2 separate regions of the Pan troglodytes genome follow, and region 2 is linked to region 1. Evidence: chromatin contacts called from public capture Hi-C data. All regions are on one chromosome and are shown on one strand. Each heading gives the region's core, a stretch centred on a gene start, on an enhancer-like site or on the middle of the called end of the contact. The rest is flanking DNA. Distances are from core to core; before and after follow the strand shown.

Region 1 (3,192 bases), core at 273-2,772:
CAACCAAGCCAGTTGTACCATTAAAATTGAACTCTGCAAGAAGTTAGTTTAGGGAGAGTTGTGGAGCAGGGACTCTGTTTATAAGTTAAAGAATAGAGTGAGAAGATTTCAATTATCCAGGCCAACTAATTGTATACAATTAATTCTTGATATGAAATTTCCAAAGTATAAATTATTTCCTTTCTTAGCAAAGTGCTTTAAAAATAAATGCCCATCTATACAAAGACTTGCATGAGAACATTCATAGCAGTATTATTAATAGCCAAAATGTGGAAATGACACAAGTGCTCATCAACTGTAAACAAATAGGATATAGCTATATGGTAAAAAAAATATATACTATTTTAGCAACAAAAGAGAATGAATATGCTACAACATGGATAAATCTCAAAAATATAAAGAAGCCAGACACGTAAGGCCACATGTTATGTGATTCCATTTGTGTCAAATGCCCAGAAAGGCACCCAAATCCATGGAGACACAGTGATGTGTTGGTTGCCTGAGCCTGGGGTGGGAGCGGGCCTTTGGGCATGAGGGATCTAACTGGGGGAATAAAAATGTTTTAAATTTACATTATGGTGATGGTTGCATATCTCTGTACACTTACTAAAAATCATTTAAGTTGTACACTTAACATGGGTGAATTTATGGTCTGTAAATTATAACTCATAAAGTTGTTTTTAGAAATGCCCATCAGAGCAAACCACTAACTAGAAAGTGCTTTATTTAACAAGTTAAAATGTCCACTGAGATAAAATATTTTGTGCGTATTTACTTTTGTAGCTAGATGGTATTGATGTATCATGGAATACTTTAAGAAAGTTGTCTTTAAAAGAGGCAGACTTTCCGAAATTTCATTTTGTGGATAATTGGTAGACAAGGTCCTGATTAGTCTAGTAGCCAGAGTGGTGCACAAGGGAAAAGCAGGGAATGTGTACTGTCTGGAATTTAAAAAGAGACAAATGGCCCGTACACTTGTAAGCTGCCACTCTCACCCTGGCCTTTAAAAGGTGAAATCAAAAGCCCTTACATGAGGCAGTGGGTATGAAGGCAGCAAAACAAGTGCACTATTAATAAAGTCAGGGTAATAAGAAATGTAAACACAAGAAGTCCCTCCTGGACCTCAGGAAGCAACTCTGAAAATGGCAGGATCTCATTAATCATATCCATGATACAGCCCTGCAATTGGGACTGTGAACACGACAACCAAGAAGGGCCATTTCAGATGCAGACTCTTACATATCACAAAGGCCGGGCATGCCAGACTCGGAACTCGGTGTGAAACTGCCCCTGTGGTCCCCAGCCCTGATGGACCTGTACTGACTTGCCTTTCACTGTAAACTAGAAAACTGGATAAAAATAAAAGAAATAGCTATTTTCAGACTTTACAACTGACAGTGCAAGACTGTAATTCCTAAGAGGTGGGAAACAAAGTAGATGAACCCTATGATCTCAGTCCAGAGTCCTTCCTGGACCGCAGCACAAGGAGAAGGGTCCCAAGCAGGGCTGAATCACCGCCTGGAGGAGACCACAATTGGAGGAGGAAGGTGAAGACAGCCAGAAATTTCGGGGCAGAGGACCAGAGAGGGAGCCAGGCAGAAAGAAAGCCTCAGAAATCTGCCTAGGAGGACTCCTCAATGTTTATCTGGAAACTAGGCTGCACACAGAGGATAAAAGTTCACAAAGAAGTGTCTGAACAATAAGCTGAACAACTCTTGGTGCTCACACAGGCTTGCAGAGCATTCTAGTTCTTAATGCAAAGAGCTTGCTAAATACCTTGGCATTCAGGAAGCCTATTGTCCATTCTTCTTCTTTTTAAAGCAAAGCTTCTGGCAAGAGTTTTCTATAGTCACTGTCTTTACTTCTTCCACTCCCATTATCCTGGGCTGCTCTATTTAGGATTTTGCCACCAACTCCTCTGAAACTATTCTCAGCTGGTTCACCTATGGCCTCCAGGTTTCCAATTCCAATTGTCAATGATTAGTTTTCTCCTTTTACTTCTTCTATCAATAGCATTTGACATGATTGCACGTTCCATTCCTTCCCCACAAAACAGTGTGTTTCCCTTCCAGGACTTCTCACTTTTCCTTTTTTACTTTGACCTTTCTGACAATTCTTTCTCCATCTCCTTTACTGATTGTGCCTCATGTTCCTCACCTCTAAACATCAGGTTGCCCCAGGACCTCAGTCCTCTGGAAACCTCTTTTCTATTTATATTCTCTGTCTAGTTATACTCTGATATGTCTTCTTTCACTTAAATACCTGAATAAGTATCACCACACACGGGGCTGGTTCCCACCAGCCAGAGTAGAGAAACCTCACTAAATGTATGAGAAAATCAGTAAGAACCCCAAAATGGTCACAAATTGGTCACTGGGCTAACTTACTACAGAAAACCTACTCTCCATCTGCTCTAAAAGCTTAAAATTATAAAACTGCCTCGAAAAGATCACACTAATTTACATATAACTTACCTGCCTGTCAAAACTAATCTCAGCACTCTATAAATGAAGACAACAAAATATACTCTAATGCAACATTCATAATGTCCAGGAACCAATAAAAATTATTACACGTGTCACGAAGCAGGAAAATGTGACCCATAATCAGGTGAGAAATCAATCCATAAAAGCTCTGAATAGAAGAAAGGAAGAGCTAGAACTGATGGGGGGAAACGTGGAAGAACTAAGAGAAAGAAAAGCAGCCGCTGACAGCCAGGAAATGGCCCAGACTGCCCACCGGGCCTTGGTGCTGCCGGGAGATGGCCCAGCCCTCACAGTCAGGTCTCACACCAAACATAACCAATGTCACAAAATGCCAGTGACCATGATGGAGCAAGGCAAAAACAAGACCACTCTGTCATTAAGTCTGAACACAGACACAAAACACCAAGCATCCCTGCTTCCTGCTATGGTGAGTGACCACTGCTTCTTCACCTGTTAGAGCATTGCATCGGTCTGTGTGCCCTCCTCCTAGGTATCTAATCATAGAAGTGTCCCCACTCCCTGACAGTAACCAATCCACAGTAAACCTCTGCTTCTCCGAACCCTCCCCAAATCACCCTCCCAAAGTCCAGATCCTAGAAGTCTTTTCTAACACCCTCCTGCTGAATTGCCCAAGATTCCCTCACTGCAAGCAGTAATAAAGTCAACTTGTGTAAGTGTGGGTATGTCCTTGGGGACTTTGGCTGAA
Region 2 (2,863 bases), core at 203-2,702, 890 kb after region 1:
CTTTTTGTAGAGATGGAGTCTTGCTATGTTGCCCGGACTGATCTCAAACTCCTGGGCTCAAGGCACAATCCTCAAAGTGCTTGCTGGGATTACAGGAGTGAGCCACTGCATGTGGCCTAATTTTGCTCCCTGATTTTTTCACACAGAATTATATCACAAATATTTCTTTATGTTACTAAAATTTCTCAAAAATAATATTTTAGCTATTTTTATTCTACTTAATAGATTTACTTATTTACTTGATCAATCCCCAAAAGTTGACTACATAGGCTCTTTTGAAAATTTTCTGCTATAAAGCTGTGATGTGTATACTGTTCAAGAGAAAAAAGAAAAAACTTCTTATGCTTTTAGTATTCCCTTCGGATGAATCTTAGAAATTGAATTAGTGGATTAACATGTATGCACATTTAGAAGCTGTTTATACATCCTGGAAACTTGTTTTTATAGACTTGACACTGATTTTACACTCACTCCCTACCCCTGGCAGGGTTTAAAGATCCCTTCTTGCTCCCTCTCCTCCAGCCCTGAAACCTTGGGAGGACATATATTCATACTTGGAAATTATAACCAAGAGCCTTGCCTTTTATGAGAGCAGAGATTAGCCCTTCCAGATGCACGGACAATGGCAATGACTGAAAATTCTTAAGTTGCAGCTTCCTACATCCCTGCCAAGGATCCTGTTTTCCCCAGGTGGCCCTGCCCGCAGCTTGCATAACTGATGCTGGATTGTGATGGCCATGCAATGGTTAAGAGTACAGGCTCTCAGCCAGATTGCTTGGATCAAATACCGACAACATCATTTCCTCATCCTGGGACCTCAGGGCATAGGGCATCTTGCACAACCTATGCACTTCAATTTCCTCGTCTGTCAAATGGGGATAATCCTGGTATCTCCCCTATAGAGTTTGTGGTAAGAATTATGAAAGCAAATAAATTGCCTCGTTTAAATATGGAATGATTAGAACAGCTGCATTTTCGTGAGTTCGGTTATTTTGTTGCTCAGTTGATACTCCTGAAAATTGCCACAACAGAATGACTTTCTAATGGCGCACCCTTGTCACAATAGCTGCAGCAGTAGACGAATGTCACAAGCCAAACAAATTCCACAACTGATGAACACAAAAATTGCCTGCTATCAGACAGGCTGTGCAGTCCTGGAAGGAGAGGCAGCTGTGGAAGCTCTGTGGCAAGCCCCGTTCCACTGCTCTTTGTTCCATGAAGCAAGGCTCTGGTTCTAAAATTAAACCCTTCTCCAGTACCCCAAACTGCCATGTGCATTTGAGGGTTTTTCTTCTTCTGATCTCATTACCATGGTTACACCTCGAAGAGTAAAAAATATATGGCTGCGGCTTTTGTGAAATCAGGCCCACTTTCCCTTGATTCTGGCCCCGCTGTTGCAAAGCAGCTGACGGCTGCTCCCCAGAGGAGCATACAGAGATAGCATGTGGAAGACTGCAGACCGGGGAAGGCCTGCCTGCGCCCAGGATGCACATCAGCTTCCTAGCTCAGAGATCTAACTCTGACTGGCAATGAGCCCTCTGATATGACAGTCAGCCACTGGCATGGTCTGACACAGGAGTTATTTGGTAGCATGCGATGGTGGGTCTGCAGCCACGCGTGAAGACGTATCTGTCAGTCAGACCCAGAATGCAAGCCTTGCCCTAGGGTCCAACAAGGACACAGACACACAGAACAAATGCCTGAAGGCAACAGGAAAGACTGGGGCTTGGGAGGCTCTAAAGGAGCACTCGTCCTCCCCTTCCAACTCAATCTCTGAATCACTAAGATACAGAAATAAGAATCAAGCAGATAGAAACCTTTTTATTGATAAGGTGGTTTGAAGAGTTTGACCTAAGTCTACTGAAATGTGGACTCCTGAATACATCACTAGACAGACTGATGCCATCAGTGTAACACTGGAGACCGCAGGCCCCTCCCTGGCTCCACAGAGACTCTTACCAAGAGGCTCCCAGAATCTGTGCTCCCTGCAGGCAGGAAATCCCAGAGAAAGGGTAGAGTTGAGCATGCCTTGCTTTCTTCCAAACTCACCATTAAAAAGAACTTGCTCTTCCAATGGAGTTTATTAAGAGGTCAACAGTTTTACTTTAGCCCAGGGGTCTGCAAACTTTTTCTGTAAAGGATCGGATAGTAAATATTATAAGTTTTGTGGGCCACATATCATGTGTTGCATAGTCTTGTTTCTTTTCCCCCACAGCCCTTTAAAAATAGTTTGAAAACAACCACACACACACACAAAAAAAACATTCTTAGCTCATGAGTCATGAGCCAGACCTTGGGCCATTCACTTCTCTCACCTCTTCCTATTCAAATTGGGGTCCCTGAACCCACAGCATCCGCATCACATGACAGGTGATTAGAAATTCAGAGTCCCAGGTTCCATTCCCAACCCACTGAAGCAGACTCTGCATTCAGCTTGATCCCAAGTAAAAATTACTAATCTGGAAAATTTCACATGAGGAGTTGGGAACCAGTGTTTTTCTCTAATAGCAAAAGCAAAAATAAGACAACAAAAAATTCCATGGAAACTTGTAGGTACTGAATGAAGTTCCCCCTTGGCAAGTTATCCATATTTTTGTCTCAACACATATTCCAAGCTGCCTGAAAATAGACTTTCTCTGTGTGGCTGTCTCTCTCCCTCTCACCAGATACAGAACTCCTGGAGGATATGGAACCTGAACTTGCCTACCTCTGAGTTCTTAGTTTCTTGGACTTCTGTGCACAGGGGAAAGAGCAGCACAGGGACTTTCTGTGTTTGCTTTACTGGGAAAGAAACCCCTCCATGTCATTTGCTATTAATCTTTTGAGGCCTTAGTTACCTTCTCTGTAAAATGAAGCTCTAAAT

Evidence for each region. Capture Hi-C pulls out chosen DNA fragments and counts their contacts.
Region 2: a capture Hi-C map of stem cell-derived neural stem cells shows a contact between it and region 1, with 5 times the contacts expected there. The contact joins two enhancer-like sites. A contact is called at or near these places in 2 of 7 Hi-C or Micro-C datasets (induced pluripotent stem cells and stem cell-derived neural progenitor cells) and 1 of 1 other capture datasets (stem cell-derived neural stem cells).

Annotation. Positions count from the first base shown.
Region 1 is chr12:105,216,514-105,219,705 of NHGRI_mPanTro3-v2.0_pri, forward strand. The region is part of intron 5 of VSNL1 (visinin like 1); the gene reads right to left. Among named protein-coding and RNA genes, the nearest start is that of GEN1, 98 kb to the left of the region's middle. Within about 2 kb of position 1,523, at least 2 of the 24 cell types and tissues checked have an H3K27ac peak or open chromatin away from gene starts, as enhancers often do. A contact at or near this core is called in stem cell-derived neural stem cells, where this site is marked.
Region 2 is chr12:106,108,164-106,111,026 of NHGRI_mPanTro3-v2.0_pri, forward strand. No RefSeq gene overlaps it. Among named protein-coding and RNA genes, the nearest start is that of CYRIA, 110 kb to the right of the region's middle. Within about 2 kb of position 1,453, at least 7 of the 24 cell types and tissues checked have an H3K27ac peak or open chromatin away from gene starts, as enhancers often do. A contact at or near this core is called in stem cell-derived neural stem cells, where this site is marked.